Regions from separate parts of the Mus musculus genome. Here region 2 is linked to region 1. The links are chromatin contacts, called in public Hi-C maps. All regions are on one chromosome and are shown on one strand. Each heading gives the region's core, a stretch centred on a gene start, on an enhancer-like site or on the middle of the called end of the contact. The rest is flanking DNA. Distances are from core to core; before and after follow the strand shown. Region 1 overlaps Gm39447 (a long non-coding RNA gene). Region 2 has its middle 52 kb from the start of Gm39448.

Region 1 (6,472 bases), core at 2,923-5,422:
CATTACTATAACAAAATACCTTAGGCTTGGTAGTTTAAAAAGAAAATAAGCCAAGGGTTCAGGAAAATGTTGCCAGCTTGTACTAGGCTCTATTAAAGGCCTCGTAGCAGGAGTCATGACATTGGTAAGGAGCACAGCACAATTCTGTGACAAGACAAGAAGCCAGAGAGTGAGAAAGAGTCAGTTTTATTCTTTTTATAACAATTCATTCTTCTGGGAACAAACCAGGGTCCCATAAGTCCCATAAATGCTGCATTAATCATTAATCCCTTCCAAGAGTGGTGACCCCAAAGCTCACTTGCTCGCTCTCTCCCTCTCCCTCTCCCTCTCCCTCTCCCTCTCCCTCTTCCTCTCCCTCTCCCTCTTCCCCTTCCCTCCCCCCTCCTCACCTCCCTCTCCCTCTTCCTCTCCCTCTCCCCCCTCCTCCCCTCTCTCTCCCTCTCCCCCTCCTCCCCTCCCCTCCCCCTCCCTCTTTCCCCTCCCTTCCTCCCTCACTCAAGCAGGCACATGTGGAAGCACCACAGGTTGACATTGGGTGTCTTCATCAAGTATTCTTCACCTTATGCTTTGAGACACAGTCTCTCACTGAAGCTGAGCTCACTGGGCTAGACAGGCCATCATGCAAACCCACAGAATCGACATATTTACACACATGCACACACACATGCGCACACACACACACACACACACACACACACACACACACACACACACTACAGTGTTTATGGATGGGGGCATCATGATTGGCTTTCCTGGTGATGGTGCTCTGAATTCAGGTCCTCCTGCTCACACAGCAACTCATGATTTTTTTACCCACAAAGTCATATTCCTGGGGGCCATCTCTCCACACCTTAATGAGCCAACCAATTAAAAAACATGGCCACTCTAAGAACCAGGCCCCATCTTTGGGGACATGCTTACATCATGTGTAAATGACAGCGTAGACTACAGCAGATTTTTGTGCATTAACATGGAAAGATTCAACAAATCAACATATCAAACCCAAATATGTACTGTATAATCATAGTTCTGTTTTAGAAAAATAAAATCTGTATGCTTTGTGTGTGTGTGTGTTTTCCTAAGTACCATAATTACACAAGCATCAAAACAAAGAAAAACAAGGTGCTCTGCAGCCTGCTTCTGCTTTCAACGCTGTTGTTGTGACTTTGAACATTTTCTCACAAGGGCAACAACGGTACAGAGAAAAAGCTTGTGGCTTTTTTGTTTTGCTCTTGCTTTTGTTCTTGCTAGCGACTGTGCCCCAGTTGACAGAGTATAGCGTACTGTAACATAAGTGAAGCCCTGGCTTTAATTCCTGGCACTGCCTAAGAGTGAGCACGGTAGTGCACACCTGTACTCCCAGCATGCAGAAGGCAGAAACAGAAGGATCGGAATCTAAGGTCATCCTTGGTTCCACATGAAGTTCCGGGTCAACTTCAGCTGCATGAGACCCTGATAAAGAGGCAGGGGCATCTGTGACGTCAGTTTATAAGAGTGGGCTGTTCCGAGTGTTGTTATCTAAAACCGTAATCGTATTTTTAACCTCTGCCTAATTACTTCATGTTTGGCCATTAGTTCTAAGGAAATTTCCCCACATAAAACAAGGACCTATGCACAAAGACTCCTCCTCCTCCACAAGGACTATGTTTAACAACCCAAAGCAAGTGGAGTAAAATATTAAAATCCTTTCTTTTTTTAACACCTCTGTCTTTCGTTTGGTATTTGAAGCAGATTCTGTGGCCTTTTCAGCCACCAAAAAGTATTAAAACTAAATAACAGTCGCATTTGGGGGTATTAAAATATTCAATAACATCTGAATCAAAACTTTAATCTCATTTAATTTAAAACTCTCTGTCTGATCTGGGCTTAGAAGCTGTAGCGAACACTGAGAAGCGAAGTGGTAGAGAGAACGCAGGGAGACAATGTCTTGTTTTCTAACTTCCTTGTCGACCCTACCCCACACCCACTCCGCTCAGACTGGCACAAGGGAAAGAAGGTAAAATTCTTCCCTGGCTGGAGTCAGTCTTGGCTCTGTTCTCTCTATGTGGGGCAGATACCTCTTGGTCCTTTTAGCAGGGGCTTCCCCAGTTGCACCACTACCCCACACACACTACAGACTCTCGCTTCTTACTCTCTTCATTGGTATAAGCACAGTTTGGAGGGACAGTGGACTAATCAGCTTCTAGGATCTGTGGAATACTTGAGATGCACAGATTGGAGGGAGTGAATACTTACCTGTGCCCACGGTCACTTGGTCCTGTTGCTTGGCCCTGTGGTGGCAGAGTACAGCGTGGAGAAGTGTGTGGCAGAGCCGTCTGTTGATCTCTTGATGGCCAAGAAGCAAAGGGAAAGACGGAAATAGCTGGAGCCATAATAGCCACTTCAAGGGTATCCTGGCTTGCTTTTCTACTGCTGTGATAAAATCCATGAGCAAAACCAATCCGGGGAGGGAAGGGTTTATTTTAACATACCGGTTAGACTCCATCATGAGGAAAACCAGGGCAAGAATTCAAGGCAAGGACCTGGAGGTGGGAGCTAAAGCAGTGGCCATGAAGGATTGCTGCTTCCTGGCTTATTCTCCATTGCTTCCTTAGCTAGCTTTCTTATACACGCCAGTACCACTGCCCAGGGGTGGCACCACCTATAGTGGGCTGGGACCTCCTATGTCAATCAGCCATTAAGAAAATGCCTCACAGGCATGCCCACAGACCAATCAGATCTGGGTGAGTCTTTAGTTAAGGTTCCTCTTCCCCATATGGCTTTAGGTGTCACGTTAACAACTCTACCCATAACAAAAGTTATGCCTTGACCCAGCTTTCTACTAAGCCCCAGATTCTAAAGCTTCAATTATCTTGAAATAGTACCTATGGGCTTTTGGGGAACAGTCAAGATCTATGTTGTATCAAGCAGAGTTTAAATTCAAATCCAGCACAACCCCAATGGTCTTGCAGAAAAGACTTTGTTTCTACAACTGAAAATGTCCCTAGCTCTACCACCACCCTGTCAATTCTCTGGCCTCTGGGAACCACCTCCTTGGAATTTGCTATTTCTAGATGTGGCCCAGTCCCTTGTGGAGTACACTTGTGCCCTTCAACAAAGCTTTGTTCTCTGTGGTTCCACCTGACAGCTCCCTGACTTGATTCAAGATAGAGTGTGGGAAATTCTGTGCTTCTACAGTTCTCTACAAAGAGATTTTTTTTAACTTGTAAAATGTCTGTGATGGCTGGTCTCAGCTGTCAGTTTGATGAGATTCAGAATCACCTCCAGGGAGGTGGACCCCTGGGATACTTTTGAGAGGTTCATTGGTTGGGTTCATTGAGAAGGGAAGGCATAGCCCACAGTGGGCAGTACCATTCCCTAGGCTGAAATCCTGGACTACATAAGAAGGAAAAAGTAAGCTGAGCACAAGCATTCATGAACCTCTGCTTCTTGACTTTGGATATGATGTAACCAGCTGCCTCATTTCCTGCAGTTTTGACTTCCCTGTGATGACTTACAGTAGCCTCCAACATGATCCAAGATGAACCCTTTCCCCCTTAAGTTGCTCTTGTCCTAGTATTTTATCACAGCAACAGGAAGAGTAAGAAAATAGTCCACTCTCTCCTGCTATCTCAATAGCTAATACAGCTGAGTGCCAGGCTGAGGTAGAATTGTGGGGTACTTTTTTGGTAGAAAGAGTGTCTGGGATTTTTCCTCGTGTGTGTGTGTGTGTGTGTGTGTGTGTGTGTGTGTGTGTGTGTGTGTGTGTGTGTAGCCAAGGTTGATACAAGGAATCATAATCATTCTTCCACCTTATTCATTTTGGCAGGTCTCTCAATCAAACTCAGAGCTCACTGATACAGCTAGTCTCACTAGCCAGCTTGCAAAGGGAATCCCTTGTCTCTACCTCCTGAGGCTCATATAGTAACCAGGCTCCCACACACACCTGGCATCTTATGTGGGCTCTGGGGATCCAGTGAGCCATCTCTCAGCTCTTGTATTATTTTTTGAGACAGGTCTAACCTTAACCTTGCCATCCTCAGGCCTTCGACTCTCCAGTTCTGAGGTTATAGCTAAACTACTGGGCTAGCTTTCTAAAACGATTTGTGAAACTCCATTTACACAGAGCCCAGAGATGGCTCAACATCTTTCTTTAGATGCATACATACTTAACACTTCACTCACAGCTGTAGCTCTACAACAGGAAAACCACATAACAACAATGAAAACTGAGCCCAGTGAGCTTCACAAAGCTTTCATGGTTTTCTTAATACCACAGTTAAAAAACAAAACAAAACAACAACCAAAACAAACAAAAAAAAAACACATAGGTCTTAGAAGAAGAAAAAAACAACCTTTGAAGTGCTAAGTATGTGAAGTTACTCAGGCAAGATGCCTATTACAGCTTGTGTTATGGTAGATTGCTTAATCAAATCAAAATACAAATGTTCAACCACCTAGAGAATACAATGGCACGGAAATTACTCATTCATAAAAATCTAATTTCTGCATCCACTCAACTTAAAAATATGACCCTAGGAATTGTAACCATGTCTTTTCAATCTGGACAAATGCATTATGGCTTCAACAGCAGCTTCTAGAGAATTCTGAATGTCTTAGAAGGAACAGCAAAGACCTCATTGCCCCGGCTCAGATCTCCAGAGGGCACTGCCTTGGGGACTGATTTAGCCCTGGAAGACTCTTTCCTTAGCAGTTAGGGTGACCTTCAGCTCTTAATTAAGAGTCACATTAATTAAGGACAGTGTCTTGGTGGACAGATGTTCATCAGAGCCAATAAGGCATGGAAGGACAGACAAACTCACCCTAAAAGTATAATGGGGCTTGGGGCGATGGCTCCGTTAGGAAGGCCATTCTGTACAAGCATGAGAACTGAGTTCAGTGCCCAGACCCATGAGAAAACTTCAGATGTGGTGCAGCACATTTGTAATCCTCGTGCTGACGAGGCAGAACAGGGAGTTTCCTGGGGCTCATTGGCCAGCCAGTCTAGGCGAATCAGTGAGGTCCATACACAAGACAGCATTCCTGTCTCAAAGACACAAGATGGACAGGCTGGAGAAACAGTTCAGCAGGCGAGCTGCTTGTCGTGCAAGCACAAGGACCCATGTTCAGATCCTCAGCACCCATGTGACTATAAGGTAGATGTGCTGGGTCATCCGTAGTCCCAACACTTGGAGGATAATCGCAAGGGATACCTGGACCAAGTTGACTAGCTAGATTAGCAGTGGGTTCTCTTTCAATTGAGAGACTATGCCTCAATGAGTAAGGTAAAGAATAATCAAGGAAGACCCTTGATGTCAGCCTTGAGCCTCTACACACATGTGCACATACATTCATGTATACCCACATACATGTAAACATGCATATACACATGCATGCATACCACACAGATACATGCAAAAAGGATTAATTGGTTAACTAATTAATAGAAAAATTGAGAGGCCCTCATTTTGTTAACCTAAAAACATCATGTGTATGAATATGGGCATGTGAGACAGTTGTCTTCAGGGACCAGAAGAGGACATCTGGGTCCCCTGGAGATAGAGGTACAGGCTGCTGTGAGTTGCCTGTCATGGGGTCAGAGAAACAAGTGTAGGTCCTCCGAAAAAGCAGCCCATGCATTTAACTGCTACACGATCTATCCAGCCACATCCCAGACTTTTATAAAAGGGTTTTGATGACATCAGAGAAAAGGCTCTCTGGAGTGCTTGAACTTTCCTTTCTGCTCCTTGGGTTTCTCTCTCTCTCCATCCCTCATCTCAGAACTGTAAAGATGCTCCTCTGAGACTGGCATATTCATTTCTACAGTATGGACCATCGAACTGCCCATCTGTTAAGGGGTGGTGCCCATGTCGACAGTGTGGGAAGCTATTGGACCTTTGAAGGTGGGGCCTTATATCAAAGTCCTTATGTCACAGGAGGGGGACCTTGCAGGGGACTAGAGGTGTTTTAGTTACTTCTGTATTGTGATAAACCACTGTGTCCATGATGGTTTATAGAAGGAAGGGTTTATGGTTGGGGGTCTCCACAACATAAGGAACTCTATTAAAGGGTTGCAGCATTAGGAAAGTTGAGAACCACTGCTCTAGCACAGTTAGCCAAAGTACATTCCTTTACTTTGTAAGTAGTGTACGGCAGGCATTGCCTCAGTGGTGCAAGGCTGACGGACACGCTCATGCACACGTTTTTTTAATGCAGTCCTTAAGAGCTCTTCACCTCTCACGCAACTTTCAGACTCTTTTGGCTTGATGCCTCTCGGATTCATCTCTTTCTGAATATGTGTCCTTGTGCTGTGACACTGCCAGTCTCCTGTGGATGCTGAAGAGCCGCCTTTCCTCCAACCCCACCTGGGGAAGGACCTTTCCCGCTCCCTTCACAATTCGCCTCCAGGCTCAGCATTTCTGATCGCTTCTTCTGAAGGCTGCCCCCATCGAAAGCTTCCCCAGGCTTCCTCATTTCTCTCAGTATTTCTCAG
Region 2 (6,716 bases), core at 757-3,256, 140 kb before region 1:
TGACTCTTTATTGACTGATCAAAAACCAATTGGGGACAAGGACCTTTAGTGTATAGGCACACAGATCCCCGATTAAGTCAAAGCATCCCAACATCAACCTACAACCTTTGTTCCATCCCCAGCACCCACATGGCAGAAGGGGAAGACATAAGCCCCGCAACCTATCCTCTGACCTCCATATGCTCACCATGATAGGCACCCACATGCATGTGCTCACATGTGTGCACACTTACAACTGAAGACATGTAATAGAAAGGAAATGCTGGTACGAAAATAAAATGGTTTCTCGTAAACACCTGGAAGGATTGAAGGACCAGACTGGGGAGCGGCTGGTAGAGTCTGTGTCCTGTTGCCGTTTCTGATCTCATTGTTGTAACCACAGGAAAAATCTGCTTTGGCTCACAGGAGAGAGCACGTTCCATCACAGCAACAAAGGCACCGAGGACTTCAGGATGGGGGAAGCATGCAGCAGACACTGCAGGCATCTTAAAAGGTCAAGAAATAATGCAGACAGGAAGTGGAACCAGTCTGTAAAACCTCAAGGCCCACCTCCAGAGACACACTTCCTCCACGGAGGCTTCCATTCCTAAACACTCTACAACCTTGAAACAGCAATACCAACTAGGAACCACCAAATATTCAAATGCACCCATGAGCCTGTGGGAGACATTTCTTATTCAAAAGACAAGAAGTGACTATGCCAATTCTGTCTGGGGGCAGACAAACCAGGACTAGTAGACTTTGAGATCTGTGCAAGCTAAGTGAAGCCAGGGACCAGGAAGACAGGCCAAAGACAAAAGCCATGTTATCAACATGCTAAATGAGAGTGTGGGAAGGGTGTCATGTTGTCTACTTCAATTTTGTTACTGTGATGAATATCCTTGTCAAAAGCAACTTACAGGAGGAAAGGAATTATTATACCTTACAATTCCATAGTGTGGTCCATCACTGCGGGAAAGTCACGGAGACAGGAACTCAAAGTAGCTAGCTACATGCACAGTCAAAAATAAAGAGAAACAAAACCCAAGCATGCCTAGTCCTCAGCTTGCTCTCTCTACTCTTCCCCAATCCATGACACGACACGAGAGTTCTAGGTTGTGTCAAACATACTATTAGAGATAACCATCATACATGCATTTGAGATACTAAGACCAGTCAAATGGAAGGTAAGAGAAGAGTTGTCTCTAGAAAATTAATTAGAGGGAATTCAATAAAATAAATATGCAGAACAGGAAGTGGTTATGGTCATCTGTGGGAGTAGTAGGCCTCTGGTCACCACATGAAGCTTTGAAGGGAATTCTACATTGTAGTGGGGGAGGAGGATTAGATGTACGTTAGCCATGTTCTTTGCCCATAATTCCATTGGATTCAGGGATAAAGTCATCCTGTAGATCTCAGCTTTCCAGAGTTGCCAGTCAGTCCCAAGTTGCTAGACAGTATCTCTACCCAACACCTACGGCCCCACCTGGCAGACTCTATCTCTGGTTTCTGTTTCCTCTTGCTGCTAAACTCTCAGCTTCTCAGATGACCAGCTGGAAGGGGTGCAGGTTCTAGAAAGAAGAGGCATGTGTATCTCCATGCCAGTGGGGAAGCAGGCCAGAGTGAGCATCCTCCATCCTGCACACCCAGAAACTTACAACTAGTATAGCTCAACCTGGTATGCCCTTCCACGGGGGACCTCATTCTCTTCTGGTACTTCTGGGCCTAGCCAATAAGGCTGTCCTGGCCCGCATCCAGACTCTAAATCTAACCTTTGGGGACTGCCCCATGGGCTGACAATCCTACCTCTGGAAACCCTGAGGTACCTCGTGGAAAGTACACCCAACATTCACCAAAACCGGAGGAGGCAGGGTTTCTCCTCTCCCTTAGAAAACCTTCTGTGATCCAGAGCCCCAGCTGGCTGGCCCGTCCAGAACCGCTGCCCCGGCTGCTCTTCCCCCTCTTACTCATTCTGTCACCCACTCAGGAAGGCGCTCTTTCTATGAAGGCCTGCTGAAGTTGTGCTGAACCACAACTTCCTCCTCTAAGGTGACCCTTGGATCTCTGACATCCCCAAGTTGTTCCACAGTTCTCCAAACACTGAGAAATGACTGTGCTCATGTGCCCCAGCATCAGAGCCCTCCCCTGACCAGCTGCTGTCTAGGGGTGGGGGTTGGGGTGGGGTATAGAGAAGGGCTGTCTCCAGTAAATCCATCAGAGGGAGTTTAAGAAAATAAAAATGCAGACCAGGAAGTTAGACTGGGGACCCAGCGGCACTTCAGTTAAGGGCTGTATTATATTAAGCATCTGTTAGATAGCAGGGTGTATTAGTATGCATGGCAGTGTCATGTTAACAACCTACACAGTTTTTAACTCATGCTCCACGGTGTATATTTGCCAGCCTCACTGGTATTTTTGTGCACGCTAGGAAACCAACATTGGATAATTCTTTCCTGTGCCAAGACCTGTTTAAATGCACTACAGTGCACAGGAGCTAAGCCAACCACACACCTCCTTAGTCACCCTATCTCTGAATACCAGACAACTGTGCATTTAACACATTCAAAAATAAAACAGAAAGGAGAGAGAGAGAGAGAGAGAGGGAGGAAGGGAGGGAGGGAGGGAGGAAGGAAGGAAGGAAGGAAGGAAGGAAGGAAGGAAGGAAGGAAGGAAGGAAGGAAGGAAGGAAGGAAGGCAGGTAGGCAACCCTTGAGAGGGGCAACACTTCAGTTCTTGTACCAAAAGAGAGAGAGAGAGAGAGAGAGAGAGAGAGAGAGAGAGAGAATTGAGTCTGTTAGAGGTCATGTGACTTACCCATGAGCACTTGGGAGCTAAAATTAAAATCCAGGTCCTAACTCTGCTGTCCAGCTTAGAAGGCAGAACATCCAAGTGACATTTTAGAAAATCTGCCCAAAAGAAGACCCCGGCTTATTGGTATGGAATCCCCCCGTGAAATAATTGCTTGCCCACTACACAGTGGCATCTGCTGAGCTCTGCCCACAGGTGTCCTTGGCATGGGGGAGCCCATGACGGGAAGCAAGCATCTTCATTTGTTTTCCGTTGCTGTGATAAACACCAGGAGAGGAGAGCCTCTTGGGAGAGGAAGGGGCTTGCTTCAGATTACACCTGCAGATCTCTGTCCACCACTGACGGAAGCTGGGACAGGACCTCCATAGGTCAGAAGCAGAGGAGGAACACTGCTTTCCGGCTTCCTCCCTCTGGCTGATGCTCATCCTGGTTTCTCATACACCCAGAACCAACTGCCAAGGAGGACAGCCATTGTCTACCGAGGGCTGGGCCCCTCCCACATCAATCAACAATCAAGACAATTGCCCACAGATATAACTGCAGGCCAACGAGATCTGGGCAATACCTCAGCTGAGAGGCCCTGTCTCTTCTCAGGTAACTCTTGTTTGTGGCAAGTTGACAGCAAAAGCTCACTGTGACAGAAAGTTTGTGAGACCAGCGTGCAAAGCCCAAGCCTATGCTAGACAGTCAGTACAAGGTCACTTTGGACTGATGGTCCAGCTCTGCTGAAATGAAAGGAGACCAAGTCCAGGGGATCTCATAGAACAAAACACTGGATCGTACACAAGCCTGATTCAGAACTGGAACAGAGCTTGAACCACGCATGCTCCGTGAACCAGTGTGTGCTTCATCAACTTCACCCACTTGCTTTCCCCACGCTGGTTCACAGATCTCCTCTCGCAATGAAAGGAATAAAACGTTTACAGCCCTTGGGAACACCAAAGAAGCAGAACCACGCTTGAGGCTAGAGGAACGGAGGCAGCCTCCTCTTCAGTCTACCCAACCACAACAAAACAGTCCTCGGCCCGACACTATGTACCATGGACTCTGTGCCGGTTGTTTTTGAAAACTGGAAGTGTAAATTTGAGGCTAGTGTGTGGTCTGTGTGTCCTTGGGCAAGCTATTATTCTTTCTGAACCTCTGCTGCGGAGGAAACACCATTCTGGGAGCACTGAGTGATGCCTAGGGACACAGCACCACAGTACTCCACCCTTAGAGCATTTTCAAAGGTGGATGGATATTCAGAGGTTAACATCTCTGAGTGGGATTGCTTCTGTCTCAAAGGGCAGAACTTGAGGTAGTTCTCACTGACGTATGATGCACCAGGCAAAGGAGCCCACCTACCAACTACACAATCTAAACCCCTAATTTTGGCTTTTTTCCCCATTAAATTTGTTTAGATATTTTATTTTATTTTATTTTATTTTATATACTTGAGTGGTTTGCCTGCGTGCATGCATCTGTACCACCTGTGGGCCTGGTGCAAACAGAAGTTAGATATCAGATCTTCTGGAACTGTAGCCACAGCCTGCTGTGAACCACCATGTGAGTGCCAGGAACTGAACCCAGGTCCTTTGGAAGAACAGCAAGTGCTCTTAACCACTGAGTCATCTCTCCATTCCCTGGACTTTTTATTCATTTATTTTCAAACCACCTTAACCTGCCTCGACACATAGGAAAAGCCTAATGCAGATCACAGATATAAAAATGCAGGCGCAAGAAGGTGGCTTCACAGCTTAAAATAAATACTGCTTTTGCACAGGACTGGAGTTCAGTTCTCAACACCCAAGTCAAGTGGCTCAAAAATCCAGCTTCAAGGGATCTAGCACCCTCTTCTGGCTTCTTCTGACACCTGCACTCACGTGTGTACACCTTTCTGCCCCAACATGAACACACTTAAAAATAAAACAAATCTTTATATAAATATCATCAACTCTTATATGATATTAAAATGCCATTATTTATTGTGACTGGACTCATGATAAGCCAACCTCCTCCCTCCCCAGCAGGTGCACACTTACCCTCTCAGAGCCAACTGAGCCTCGATGTTGGAAAGGAAAGCTAGGTACCCTCTTCTTTGTGTCAACACCATTTACTGGAAAGTATGATTAATATCAGAGACACTGTAACAGCTGCTGCTGGGGGGTGAGCTGCTCCTATCGCCAGTGTCAAGAGCTGGGCTGCTCATGTATTTATGCATACGGATGACAACCAGGGAAAGCAATTAGGACTTGGGCATCTGTGCTTTTGTGATTCCTGCTCGATGGACTGGGCAGTGGGACTCAGTGAAACCCATGACGACAGTTGCTAACTGCTGACTGTCTTCTGTCCCGCCTCCCCGCTATGGTTCAGGTTCACTGTCTCTTGTTATGCCAAACAAGTCAGGTTTGTGCCCCCAACTGCTCATCTGCTCCCTTTCATGGGCCAATCCACAGCTTGGATCAAGCAGCAGGCATGCTACAGGAGAAAGCTGGAAAATAGCGGGTGGAGGGCATTCTGAAGTCTTTCCGGGGCTCTTTCCAGCTATCAATTAGCGAGGCCCTGCAACAGGAGGAAAAGTAGGTCAGTATTATCATCCCAGCTCCGAGGATGAGAAAACAGACTTAAGAAGAATGGCTCGCCCAGGGCTAAGCCATGGATCAGAAGAGCTGAGGCAGAAAGTGATGGAAGAGTCCCCAACTCAGAACCCTTAGCCAAGTGTGTGCTTACTTAGCATGCAGAAGGTGGTCCGTAAATGAGCCAAACCCACAGCGTAAGTCTTAAATTGATACACGAATCCCCTCCTGAGTACAGGGGCAGATTCTAGGTCCAATACAGACCCTGAAGCCAGTGTGTGTGTGTGTGTGTGTGTGTGTGTGTGGTGGTTGTTCTTGCAGTGGTTTTATTTATTTATTTTGTTTTGTTTTGTTTTGTTTTTCTTGTGTACATGCTTCTCCAAGCTGGGAAAAATACAAGGAACGGCCTTTGGATGCCTAACAACTGGGAAGAGATGGGGAGGTAATCTGATGTTCACAGTAGACTTTGCTTTGACTATCTAACATCTGAATAGTATTCTTGCTAGGCGACAAAGAGAGCCTGGCAGGGCCCCCAACCCTTCCCCCACTGCATAATCCCATGGAAGGCACATTAGCTCCCTTGTCACATCTCAGGGTAGATGTGCTCTGTGAAGAGGGAGCAAGGTCAAGGCTTGAGGTCCAGTAGCCACAGGCAGTGTGCCCAGTGGGGTGGCACAGTTCTCAGGAATCCATTCCCATGGCAAACCCTTGGCTGTCTCTTACTTCCCTTGCCCCCACCCCCGGGTCTCCACACTGGTTTTCCTATCCAGTTCAATAAACTCTTTGTGCCTTAAATTAACCGTACTCTCTTGAATTGTTCCTAAGTTCAACTAGTACAGTTTCTGACCTAGAAACAGAAGTATTTGCCAAGCTGAACCCCAATTGCCAGCTTCAGATTCCTGTACCCTGCTGATGGGAGCAGACACACGGAAGAAATGTACCATGAAGGACAACTGGGCAGAAATGGACGTGTCTTAGGACCCAGTTCTTCAGATAAACAAACATATTGTTCTACAGATATACATGCAAAAATGACTTCTATATAAAGTCACTTTGCATATGTGTGTCCACATGCAATAGTAATGGCATGATGTTAAAAAGTCTCCCACAGTCTATCAGGAGAGGGCTCGCTGGGTAAATTACAGAACACCATACAGAGTTACTGAATTCTTTTTTTTTGTAAATGAGAGTGTTTCTGTGTGTCAGAAAAAGCAAAATAAGTCACAGGCTCAGAGTAATGAGTATAATATTCTATCTTTTATACAAGCAGGAAAAACATAAGAATCCACATTTTCTTACTTAAATAAACATAAAGCCACCAAGCAAGTTATAGAAGAATGAAAAAGGTAGTTATTTCCCCATGAGTGGAGAGAA

What was found. A called contact is a pair of places that touch in the nucleus more often than the background predicts.
Region 2: a Hi-C map of CD8 T cells shows a contact between it and region 1, with 2.0 times the contacts expected there. The contact joins two enhancer-like sites. A contact is called at or near these places in 9 of 484 Hi-C or Micro-C datasets (CD4 T cells, CD8 T cells, ECoMG-derived neutrophils and 4 more) and 1 of 115 datasets of contacts at active chromatin or transcription factors (memory CD8 T cells).

Annotation. Positions count from the first base shown.
Region 1 is chr9:115,466,536-115,473,007 of GRCm38.p6, reverse strand. It overlaps Gm39447 (a long non-coding RNA gene), which reads right to left. Exons shown (of 4, transcript XR_001779317.1): 2 at 2,236-2,325. Among named protein-coding and RNA genes, the nearest start is that of Gm39447, 19 kb to the right of the region's middle. Within about 2 kb of position 4,172, at least 16 of the 459 cell types and tissues checked have an H3K27ac peak or open chromatin away from gene starts, as enhancers often do. A contact at or near this core is called in CD8 T cells, where this site is marked.
Region 2 is chr9:115,603,896-115,610,611 of GRCm38.p6, reverse strand. No RefSeq gene overlaps it. Among named protein-coding and RNA genes, the nearest start is that of Gm39448, 52 kb to the left of the region's middle. Within about 2 kb of position 2,006, at least 44 of the 459 cell types and tissues checked have an H3K27ac peak or open chromatin away from gene starts, as enhancers often do. A contact at or near this core is called in CD8 T cells, where this site is marked.